Linked DNA regions of Mus musculus: region 2 is linked to region 1. Evidence: chromatin contacts called from public promoter capture Hi-C data. All regions are on one chromosome and are shown on one strand. The core of a region is the stretch at or near the end of the contact, and the rest is flanking DNA. Distances in the headings are between cores, read along the strand shown. Region 1 holds the start of Gstt3 (glutathione S-transferase, theta 3). Region 2 holds the start of Derl3 (Der1-like domain family, member 3).

Region 1 (5,594 bases), core at 2,194-4,693:
TCTCAGCCCCAGGTACCTGCTTGGGTGTTACCCTGGAGCAGACACAGAAGCCATAGTCCAAGTTGGCAGCATCAGGCCCAGACAGGTGGCTTGCCCCACACAGCTTGGTTGCAAGCAGGGAACATGTTACCTCTCTGCCAAGACGAAGTCCCCATCCTTCAAAGCTGGCACCTTCCTCAAAGGGTTCACCTGGGCGAAGGAATCTGTGTACTGCTGACCTGAGGAAAGAGACCAGAGCATGGAGCTGAGGACTCAGAGACTTTTTAAGGTCTGCTTGTCTCCTTCTCTACACTCAAGCACCAGTTTTCCACAAGAAGCCTCGGTGAAGAGGAAGCCAACAGGCAGGGCAGCGGATCCTCTCACAAATCCATTTGCCTTCACTCCTGGGAAGCCTGGGTCAGAGTGACTACTTGGGTCTGGGAAAGATTCTGTACTTGATTCTGTGCAGCTATGGCCCATACACATCCTAATGCAAACACCCAGTCTTATTCCTGGGCCCTGATCATTCTTTCTATCCCAGGCAAGAACTGGGTGGGTGTGGTAAGAATTTTGGTGTCTTTCTTAAAAAAAAAAAAAAAAAAAAAAAAAAAAGCACAGAAATATTATGGGACTATGTCTTTGTTTTAATCCCAGGTATGGGAATATAGGGCTGCTTCCCAGCAGGTGACTATGATTTAACTGGTGCTCTAGCAAAGGTGTGGTTTTGCCAGCTGCAGAGAATTGTTGCAATTGTATGACATTTTGGAACTCTGGGGAATTTTCGGAAGATATACAAATGCTTGAGCCCTGATGGAAAGGGCTGGTTGGCCAGCTATTGGTTGGGTGCTGTTGGCTGTGCTTTGTCCAGTAGTCATGTGTGAAGAGCTGAAAAGAAGAAATTTGATATCCTAACAGTGAAGATCAAACTTGTCCAGAGGAACTCCATACCCCTAGTCAGCAGGAAGTAATCTAATGATACAATGTTCTTCTCTTTCCCTTCCATCCTTTTTTCCCTTCTATCTAGTGTTAGGGGGTTGAAAGGGTGGAAGAAGAGGGGTGGAGAATGGCAAAAGAAAAAAGGAACCCCAGAGTTGGAGAGATGGCTCAGCAGTTAAGAACACTGACTGCTCTTCCAGAGATCCTGAGTTCAATTCCCAGCAGCCACATGTTGGCTCACAACCATTTGTAATGAAATCTGATGACTTCTTCTGATATGTCCAAAGACAGTGACAGTGTATTCATGTACATAAAATAAATAAATAAATTTTAAAAAAGAGAAAAAAAGAAGCCAAAAAGTAGTCAAAAGTCCCATTACAGGTGGGTTCTTCTATCCAGACCGGGTAACCTGTGTACACATCAGAGCTCCAACATCCTTTTTCTCGGTTCTTAGCTCAACATAGCTCTTGCCAGAACAAGTTTCCCAATCTGCCACTAGGAATCCAGCAGCTCTATACTTCTTTCTTTTCTGTGCCAAGCCCTCAGAGCTCCCTCTTTACTTGAGATTCCCAGACAGAACCAAACCCCATGCCTAAACCAGATCTGACGGTACAAGGTAGGTTGCCTGGTCCATGTGAATGGAGTCAGAGGGCATTTGGGGAACTCAGGTTCTTCTAGATCCATCTGCGGATCTGTCTTTCCTTCCACTGAATGGACTCCATTGCTTTTGCCCATTCTCCTTTCACAAACTGTCCATGTGCAGCCCCCGTCTTGCGACTCAATCTGGATGTACTGAAGAGGTACTGGAGCTAAATAGGACTCAGCTAAATAAGAAGTTCTGGAGTCTCTGCTTGCCCCTCCCCCACCGACTCTCCAAGCTCCGGTCCAGTTGTAACTCTGCCTCTACTGAAACCTGCTTCAGTAGCTGGGTTTCTGCCCCACTCCCCCCGTCCCCCCCAAGGCTAATCAGAGCAGTGATTTTCCAACTCAAGGCAGAGTGGCCCCTCCCACTGTCCTTTCACTCAACCCTCAAGCTGATTGGCAACTTTTATAGAGTTAACATCTAGAAGCAGGTGTGTTTGTGTGTGATCTGGGGGAGGAGGGGAGGAGAGGGGGGGTGAAGCGGGTCTGGCAAGCCTGTAATTCAGCTTCTTGGGAAACTCAACCAGTTCAATGTTTCACTGGGCTAACTGAGAGCGCAACACCGGGACTCACTTGCACCCCTCGCCTGACTGCCAACGGCTGCATAAGTTCAGCAGGCTGCAGACTTCCGGGCCAGCCAGCAAAGCCCACCTTTAAGCACCTGCATGGTATGAAGTTGTAAGAGGATGCTGTTGTTCTTACTGCGACTCTTTCTCAAAATGACAAGTAGAAAGAGCTTTGGGAGCATGGCTCGGTGGTGGCATATATAATAGATATCCTGGTTCGGTCCCCAGTAAAATACACACACACACACACACACACACACACACACACACACACACACAACTAATGGCACGCAAGCCTGGACACTGGAGGGGACTTGCTCTGGTGGACAGGAAACACACAAGAGTCTTGAGTGAAAGATCACCCACCCAAGCAAAACAACCCTTTTCTAGCCCAGCATGCAGAAATGCAAGACGAGGTTCCCTCATTTAGGAAAGGAGTTAGTTCAACTTTTTTTTTTCTCTCCAAAGTCTTTAAGAAGGATCACCATTCTTAAATCTCCAAAGGTGAGATTTTCAAGCCCAGCTCCCCTCCTCTCGCCGTAGCTTCCAGGGCGCCTTTGCATCCGGTATTGGGACTGATGTTATTCACTAGGAAAAGGTCCTTTAAAAATTCACAGCTGATAACTGATACAACTGCTTTCTCACGGGAGCGGCTTTTGCACACCTGGCCTGGCCAGTCACCCACCCGCTGCAGAGGTGGGAGGTGCTCCGTACAGAAGGCTGCACACTTCCCAGCCTGCCAACTGAGCCCACCTTTAAGCAGCTCTATGGTACGCAGCTGGAAGGGGATGCCGTTCTTCTTGGCGAAGATGTAGACAGCACGGCAGGGTTGGGACATCAGGTCCAGGTAGAGCTCCAGACCCATGGCGGAGGCTGTGGGAGTAGCCGCTGGCAGACCTCGGGAACTAGCCTCGGGTGAACTGCCTCTGGGGACAGAAGCCGGAGCAGCCGCAACGGCGAGCAGGAACGGCTGGGTCCCAGCTCCTCAAGTGCCTCTTAGCCTCGATCGGAGCTCGATCCCAATCTTCCTTCCCATTGGATGACCACAAGAACTTTGGGCCAATCAGTGCCGGACTGCAAGTTAACCCCCGAAACAGATGAACCTGAACTATGAGCCCGAGTCTTGGTTTGGAGCCAAACTGGCCCCTGTACCTCCGTGCTTCAGCCAAATGAGGAACGGAACCCAGTAAAGGAAAAACTGACACAACCGGCGTCTCTATTGGTGAATTTAGGGGCAGATTAGCCGTGCTAACTGCCCTCAAATTCACTTTCTTTCCCTCCACTCACAAAAAAGGTTGAGGGAGGAGTGGCTTCGGAGATCCTTGACACAGAAAGGAAGAAGGAAGTGAGACTACCAATCCCATCCAGTTCCTTGGGCCCAGGACTCAGGTTGGTTGTAATGAGTGGCCAAGTATGTAAATGCTAGGTCCACACCCCGTGAGGGAAATGATCAGGCCTCCTTATTCTTATTTATTTCACCCCAGCTAATCCCTCTAGCAGGAGGGAGGATTGAAGACATGCCTAGGATTGGATAAAACTTCTCCGCCTAATGCAAAAAAAAAAAAAAAAAAAGAAAAAGAAAAAGAAAAAAAAGAAAAGGAATCTTCAGTGGCAGCCAGGGGCACCTAAGTCCTATATGACATCATCATTTCCCCAAATCTCCAAATGATGGGGGAAAACCAACTAACCACCACCACCACCAACAACAACAACAACTACAACAACAACAACTACTACTACTACAAGGGCTGGAGAGATGGCTCAGCAGTTAAGAGCATTGACTGCTCCTCCAGAGGTCCTGAACCATCTGTAATGGGATCTGACATCCTCTGCCAGTGTGTCTGAAGAGAGTGACAATGTATTCATAGACATAAACAAATAATTCTTTAAAAAAAAAAGTGTCTTGGCACCACAGATTATTGGGAAACTTGAGAATGGCTTTGTCTTCCTGGTTCCAGACATTTTTTTTTTAATTCTTTAATTCCTTTTTACAGTTCAGTCTTCATCCCCCTCCAGGTCACTACCACCACCCCCATCTCCTGTCTCCTCTACCCCTCCTCTCCAAGAGGATGTCCCCACCCCACCCCCACCTCACCAGACCTCCTCACTCCCTGGGGCCTCAAGTCTCTCACTGAGGCCAGACCAGGCATTCCTCTGTTGTATATGTGTCAGGGGCCTCGAACCAGCTAGTGTATGCTGCCTGGTTGGTGGCTCAGTGTCTGAGAGATCTCAGAGGTCCAGGTCAGTTGAGACTGCCAGTCTTCCCATGGGGCTGCCCCTCCTCCTTAGCTTCTTCCAGCTTTTCCCCAATTCACAGGGGGGCCGAAGCTTCTGTCCATTGGTTGGGTGCTTGTGTCTGCATCTGACTTTCAGCTGCTTGTCGGGCCTCTCAGAGGGCAGTCATGCTAGGCTCCTGTCTGTAAGCACACCATAGCATCAGTAATAATGTCAGGCCCTGGGGCCTCTCCTTGAGCTGGATCCCAAGTTGGGCCTGTCACTGGACACCCTTTCTCTCAGGCTCTTCTCCATTTTTGTCCCTGCAGTTCCTTCAGACTGCAAGAATTCTGAGTCAGAACTTTTGACTGGGATGGGAATCCCATCCCTCCACTTAATGTCCTGTCCTGACTACAAGCTTCCCTCCCCACTGTAGAGCCCTTCATCCAAAGTCTCTCCCTTTTGAGTCCTGAGAGTCTCTCACCTCCCAGGTCCCCAGTTCATTCTAGAGTGTTCCCCCCACTTCCTACCTCCCGACCAGACGTTCTCTCTAAGGAATACCTATCCCCCTCGTTTAGTGTCTGTTTGCCATAGTGGAAGCTGACCTCTCTAAACTGGAAGGGAGAGGCCCCTTCATTTCCCCACCTCTTCCCTTTGGTGTGTAACGGGTCTCCACAAGTCACCTTTGTTTACCTCTCCCCGTCCCCACTCCCAACTACAGCAACATCCAATCTTTCAGCTTCCTTCCTGGCTGCCTTCCAGTCCACTCCCTCACCCCCAACTAGAATACTATCCCAGAACACAACTGAGCCCTTCATTCCTTTTTTTTTTTTTTTTTTTTTTTTTTTTTTTTGTAACTCCCTGAGACAGGGTTTCTCTGTAGACCAGACTGGCCTTGAACTCAGAAATCTGCTTGCCTCTGCCTCCCAAGTGCTGGGACTAAAGACATGCGCCACCACTGCCTGGCAAGCCCTTCATTCCTAGTCACAGTTTGTACCCAAGAGTTTTGAGCATGACCTCTGACCAGGTATTTCCTCCTCTTGACCAATTCTGTAGGTCAGGAAGGTTTGATGATCCTATGAAGGGACAATGTTCAAGAGGCTGGTCCGGCCAAATAATGCATTCCCATGCCTGCAGCTGAGGCATCTGCGATTTCATTCTCCCAGGTCCAGAAGTTTGGAAGGCGGCTGTGATTTGGCTTGCTGTCTGTCTTTGTCGTTCTGTTTCATTGAGATACAATCTCACACTGTATCCCAG
Region 2 (5,594 bases), core at 937-3,436, 110 kb after region 1:
TCAGACTTGGGTGGGACATCACAAACCCTTCCCCCATCAATATATCTGTGAGTTCCTGTGGGCAGTGGCCTGGTGGCGTCCAGTAGATGATGCTCCGCAGTGGTAGACAGCGGCGCCACTGCTCTCGGACATTTCTTTCTTCTTCTTTTTTTTTTTTTAACTTTTATTTATTATTTTATAAATAAGTACACTGTAGCTGTTTTCAGACACACCAGAAGAGGGCTTCAGATCTCATTATGGATGGTTGTGAGCCACCATGTGGTTGCTGGGAATTGAACTCAGGACCTCTGGAAGAGCAGCCAGTGCTCTAAACCGCGGAGCCATCTCTCCAGTCCCTCGGACGTTTCTTTTTAAGAAGTAACATGGCTGGGGATGTAGCTCAATGACAGGCTGTCTGCCTAGCATGTGCAAGGTTCTGGGATCCATCACCAGCATCATAGCATATATTAAAATAAAAGGACTTAGCTAGGCTTGGCAGCACCTGCCTGTAATCCCAGCACCGTGAGTATCAGGCAGGTCTGTGAGTTCAAGGCCATCTGTGTGGATGGAGTCCCCATCTCAATAAACAAACAAACATAGCAATAAAATACACACATCATAAAATCTGTCCCAACCGTATACAAGCATATAGCTTACAGGCTGCTCACATTTTGTGCAACCATCAGCATTCGTTCGTACGACTTTCCATTTTCCAAACAAAAGCTCTGCGCCTATTCAACAGTAGTACTCCATTTCCCTTCCTAAGTAGGTGGGCTGCAGTACTTGTCTAGTTAGTTAGCTAGTTAGTTAGTTTTGTTTTAGACAGGGTTTCTCTGTGTAGCCCTGGCTGTCCTCGAACTCACTTTATAGACCAGGCTAGCCATGAACTCAGAAATCTGCCTGCCTCTGCCTCCCAAGTGCTGGGATTAAAGGTATATGACACCATGCCTGGCAAACGTTTCTCTTTAAGTTCTTCTGGGTAGACTTGCTAAGGGGTACAATGGTAATTCTATGTTTTAAGTTTTATTTGAATAAAATGAAATCAGTATTTTAGCTTTCTGAGACAGCGTTTGGTTTTGTATCTCAGGTATCATGATCAGAACTCACTATCCTGCCTCCAATTTCCTCGTCTGATAATTGTATATTTATTTATTTAGAGATGACATTTCGCTATGTAATCCTTGCTGGCCTGGAACGCTGTTGACGAGACTGGCCTCGGACCCTCAGAGATCTCCCCGCCTCTGCCTTTGGAGTGTTGGGAATGAAGGCGAGCTCCACTCCACCCAGTGGTCGTCTTGCTTTCTACATTTGAGCACCGCATTTACTGTTCCCCATAGAAGCTGAGTCATTTTAAATCCCCACAAAAAAAACGCAAGAAAAACGTGTACTTTTTCATAACCTGGACAGTGCACGTTACTGTTTTGTTTGTATAACCTTTTAGTGAGCACAGGGATCTTTTAGAAGTGACAGTTAAATGTCACCTCTTCAAATAGGCTTCACAGGTCACCTTACTTACCGTGGAGGTGAGTCTCAGGCATTATTTTCCATCGAGGAGCTTTTCTAGGTTGCGCGGTATCAAACTGTCTGGACCATGATAGACAGTGTCTTTTGTTGGCTACAGGATCCCCAGCATTTATCAGAATGTTCGACACACAGTAGGTCCTCAATAAATGATTGACTAATGGCATTTTTCTCTTTTACCAAGTTTCAAGTCCTTCTCCAATCTGCCCACTTACTCCTGCATGGCTCAGAACCCTCAACCTGGTCCTCCCCGCAGCGTACACCCAGGAAGGTCAGGACTGGAGCCAGCAAGTGATAACTGGATTCTAGAGTTTTACAGAATGTCACCAGAAAGCCGGAGGTTGGCCTGAGGCCTGTTCAGCATCTCGGCCCGCCCCATTTCTCGATTCTTTGTGCCTCTTTTCATAGCCCCGCCCCCGTGGCAATCTCGTGGGTCCTTGCTATTGGTTCTTTTCTAGATGCTGTCAAACGATTGGCCACAACACCTCCCACGCCTCCATAGCAGCCACAACAACCGCCACGTGCTCTACCGTGGGACTTCCCCATTGGCTAGCCGCCTCGGATACACCTGGCCGTCCCGCTTCCTCTTCCCATTGGCTTTCCAGTCCCCAGGCTCGGCTCCTCGGACGCTGATTGGCCCCCAGAGAGCGAGGCGGGGCTTGGGGGCGGGTAAAGAGAGCGGGTTTGCCAGCGCGCGCGCTAAGGATTTTTCGATGGCTGGGCAGAGGCTGGCGGCGGGCTTCCTGCAGGTGCCCGCGGTGACACGCGCCTACACCGCGGCCTGCGTCCTCACCACGGCCGCAGTGGTGAGCGGGCCGGGCGGGCGTGGCGGCACCATGGTTACAGTCCCCGGTGGGTTAGGGATGTCGCCTGCTTCCCGGGGCTTACACTGCCTCCTGTCCCACAGCAGCTGGAGCTCCTCAGCCCCTTCCAGCTCTACTTCAACCCGCACCTGGTGTTCCGGAAGTTCCAGGTGAGGCGGCCTTGACCCAGGCGCCTGGCAGCCAGGACCCTGCCCTCCATCCCCGCGCCTCACCGCCACCCCCACCTCTTTGCAGGTCTGGAGGCTCATCACCACCTTCCTCTTCTTCGGGCCCCTGGGATTCGGCTTCTTTTTCAACATGCTCTTCGTGTATCCTGGGCCACCTTGGCGGGGGCTGGGGGTGGAGTGAGCCCGGGATGGGGGTTATGCTGGGGTGGTGACGGGGGAAACTGAGGCCCAGTCGACGTGGCACTTCCTATGCCAGTGTTGCAGGTTCCGCTACTGCCGCATGCTGGAGGAGGGTTCTTTCCGTGGCCGCAAGGCTGACTTCGTTTTCATGTTTCTCTTCGGTGGTGTTCTTATGACTGTATCCTTCTGTATGTTCAGTATTATTGGACCAAAGAGTCGCCTTCTTATCTGTCGTGACCCAGACTAGGAGGGACAGGCATTCGGAGCCTGGCAGCCATTTAGCTTAGGTGCCCCAGCTAGTTCTTCAGTGTCCCTGAACAGCACAACAGGGAGATATAGGGCAGTCTGGTAGACTACCAAGGCTCTGAAACATGGATGCAAGAGCCAGAAGGAGCAGGCACGGGAACTGATGGGGCCTGGGTACCTGGAAATCACAGAAAGGGGTTCTCAAATCTCTGGAATACACCAGGGATATGAGGGAACCCGTGGAAAGGGTCAGAGGCACTGTGGGCAGCAGACTGCTCCAGGAAGCCTTGACTCTTGGTCCAGCTGCTGGGATTCCTGGGCAGCCTGTTTTTCCTGGGACAGGCCCTCATGGCCATGCTGGTCTATGTATGGAGCCGTCGCAGCCCTCACGTGAGGGTCAACTTCTTCGGCTTACTCAACTTCCAGGCACCATTCCTGCCCTGGGCCCTCATGGGCTTCTCGCTGCTGCTGGGCAACTCGGTTGTCACAGACCTGTTAGGTGAGCTGGCCCACCGTTGCCACTCACCCCCAGGCCTGCTGCTCCCAGGGAGCCAGCTCATACATCCCTTCCCCGGCTCCTCCCAACCCCTCATCTTCTCCTAACTTCTTGTTCGTTATTAATGCCCCTCAAGCAATCCAGCTGGACCACAGGATTTGCATCTGCAGTTGACCTTCTGAACTGAGTTGGTCTGCCTGGGGGTGGTTACAGTTTCTGCTTCCTGGCTCCTACTCCCCCAGTGTTCTCAAGCTCCTAGTTCCTCCCCTCGTCCGCTTATGGGCCCCTTTAAGCCTGTCTTTCAAGGCCAGTTCTGATCTTATTCTGCCAGATAGCAGGGTACTTGGGCTCTGGAACCTGGGGTTACCCTGGGCTGTGAAAGATGGCTTCTGGCAGCCTTTGGCTCTCTCACAGGGATCCTTGTGGGCCACATCTACTACTTCCTAGAAGACGTCTTTCCCAACCAGCCCGGAGGCAAGAGACTGCTGCTGACCCCCAGCGTGTTGTGAGTGTTGGACATCGGTTCCCCCACGGCCCCTTCCGTGCCAATCTACCTACTCCACAGGGAGGGGGATGACCTGTGTTTGCTGCAGTGCTCAGTGTAACTGTCCCCTCCCCACAGGAAGCTGCTACTAGATGACCCTCAGGAAGACCCCGATTACCTGCCCCTTCCCGAAGAGCAGCCAGAGCTCTAACTGCAGCTCCTGGAGCAGGAAGCCCACTCTGACAGCACTCTATCCTTCCCTCCACCTCAGCTCCAGCTGAGCAGCCCACCTCGGCCAGCAACACCCTCCACTTCCCTGTACCATCTCTGCTCAGCGGTAATGACAGGACACAGGGCCCAGAGAGGTCCCGGACTGCCTGCAGATGCTGAGCAGAGTTCTGAACTAGGTACCCACAGGCCTCACCTTCACATTGCCTATGCCTCCATGGAGACCTCAGCCCAGTCAACAGGAATCCCACCGTGGTGCCTCTGGGCTGATGCCACCCCCTAGCCTGTCTTCATTTAAAGCAAGCAAGTCTTCACCTTCTCCAGCTGGTGACACACAGGTCCCATGGTCTCAGGTGCAGAGGACAAGCCTGACCCTCTGCCATGCTAGTGAGCCCAGGGCCTTGAGCTCTATTTAAGCAGCAGCCGTGTACAGTGGAGGTAGATCTGGGACATTCCTTCCATTTGCCTTGTAGCGGAAGGCCTGTGCAGGCCTTCCTACCTAGCTTTCTTTGTTGCTCTACATGTGCCCCACGGGGTTCACTCAGTACGGGATTTCCCCAAATCTGGCCTGTTATTTCTATGGCATCAAAAATGTTTTCTACTGAGTCTGACTCAATATGTTAGTGAAACCTGGTGGGCCACTGCTGTGGAGAGGAGGGAGGGTTTTAAGACTGGTAGATTCTGAGGGGTAGATGGGGTGGAGGAGAGTACTCCCTAGTGGACCCACTGAGTAAGGGTAGCAGAGTGGAGCTGGGGTGCCAGCGTCACTGTCTTCAGTCACAGCCTGCATGCCCAAATTGCCAAGCAGATGCAGACCCATGTCTATTCTACACCACAAACCACGGACAAAGGAATGAGCTCACCCTAAGCACAGAGGCTCTACCTCCTCTCTACCTCTCTACACACTGCTAACTCAAAAGGATGGCACATGGCAGGCATGCTATTTCCATTCCCCACAACAGCCTGGGGAAGGAGAAGTTGGCCCAGCCACAGTTGAGATAGACTCAGTTAACGCTTTGGGGGCTGCTAGAACTTTGGCACAGACTTCTGCTTGCATATTCATTATGTCTTGTCCAGGTGCTGCCCACACATGACTAAGTCCTCTAGAAGGGATTCATTCTAGAGCAGCACAGTCCCTCCAGGTGGCAGCAGCCTGTCTGGATGCATCAGGACTAAGGCCAGCAGAGGAGCTGACACACTGTCAACCTCTACAAGGACTTGCTGAGCACAGAGAGCCCCTGGGAAGCTGGAAGGCACAAGAAAGAACAGTGACTGGGCTCTGCTCTAGGGGCCCTGTGGCCTGGCTATGCAGACTCAGAACCAGAGGGCAGAAGGGCAAGGACTGACACAGCCACCTGGCCACATACCCTTCCATCCACACCGGTTCTAGCTCAGGCTGGACTCCTGGCTCTCAGTTTTATGCTACTGCACAGAAATTGAACATGGTACTTTTTATTTAAAAAGTGTTA

What was found. Capture Hi-C pulls out chosen DNA fragments and counts their contacts.
Region 2: a contact with region 1 is called in a promoter capture Hi-C map of liver. The contact joins the promoter of Derl3 here to the promoter of Gstt3 in region 1. A contact is called at or near these places in 2 of 39 promoter capture datasets (macrophages and neural stem cells), 2 of 484 Hi-C or Micro-C datasets (CD4 T cells and neural progenitor cells), 8 of 115 datasets of contacts at active chromatin or transcription factors (craniofacial prominence, effector CD8 T cells, embryonic forebrain and 4 more) and 4 of 9 other capture datasets (adipose tissue, liver, macrophages and 1 more).

Annotation. Positions count from the first base shown.
Region 1 is chr10:75,777,971-75,783,564 of GRCm38.p6, forward strand. It overlaps Gstt3 (glutathione S-transferase, theta 3), which reads right to left and starts at 3,444. Exons shown (of 5, transcript NM_133994.3): 1 at 2,877-3,444; 2 at 131-218. The coding sequence starts at 2,988.
Region 2 is chr10:75,891,212-75,896,805 of GRCm38.p6, forward strand. It overlaps Derl3 (Der1-like domain family, member 3), which reads left to right and starts at 2,187. Exons shown (of 7, transcript NM_024440.2): 1 at 2,187-2,306; 2 at 2,408-2,473; 3 at 2,559-2,632; 4 at 2,756-2,849; 5 at 3,221-3,416; 6 at 3,828-3,918; 7 at 4,036-4,730. The coding sequence starts at 2,214. The coding sequence ends at 4,108. Smarcb1 (SWI/SNF related, matrix associated, actin dependent regulator of chromatin, subfamily b, member 1) reads right to left here. Exons shown (of 9, transcript NM_011418.2): 9 at 5,558-5,594.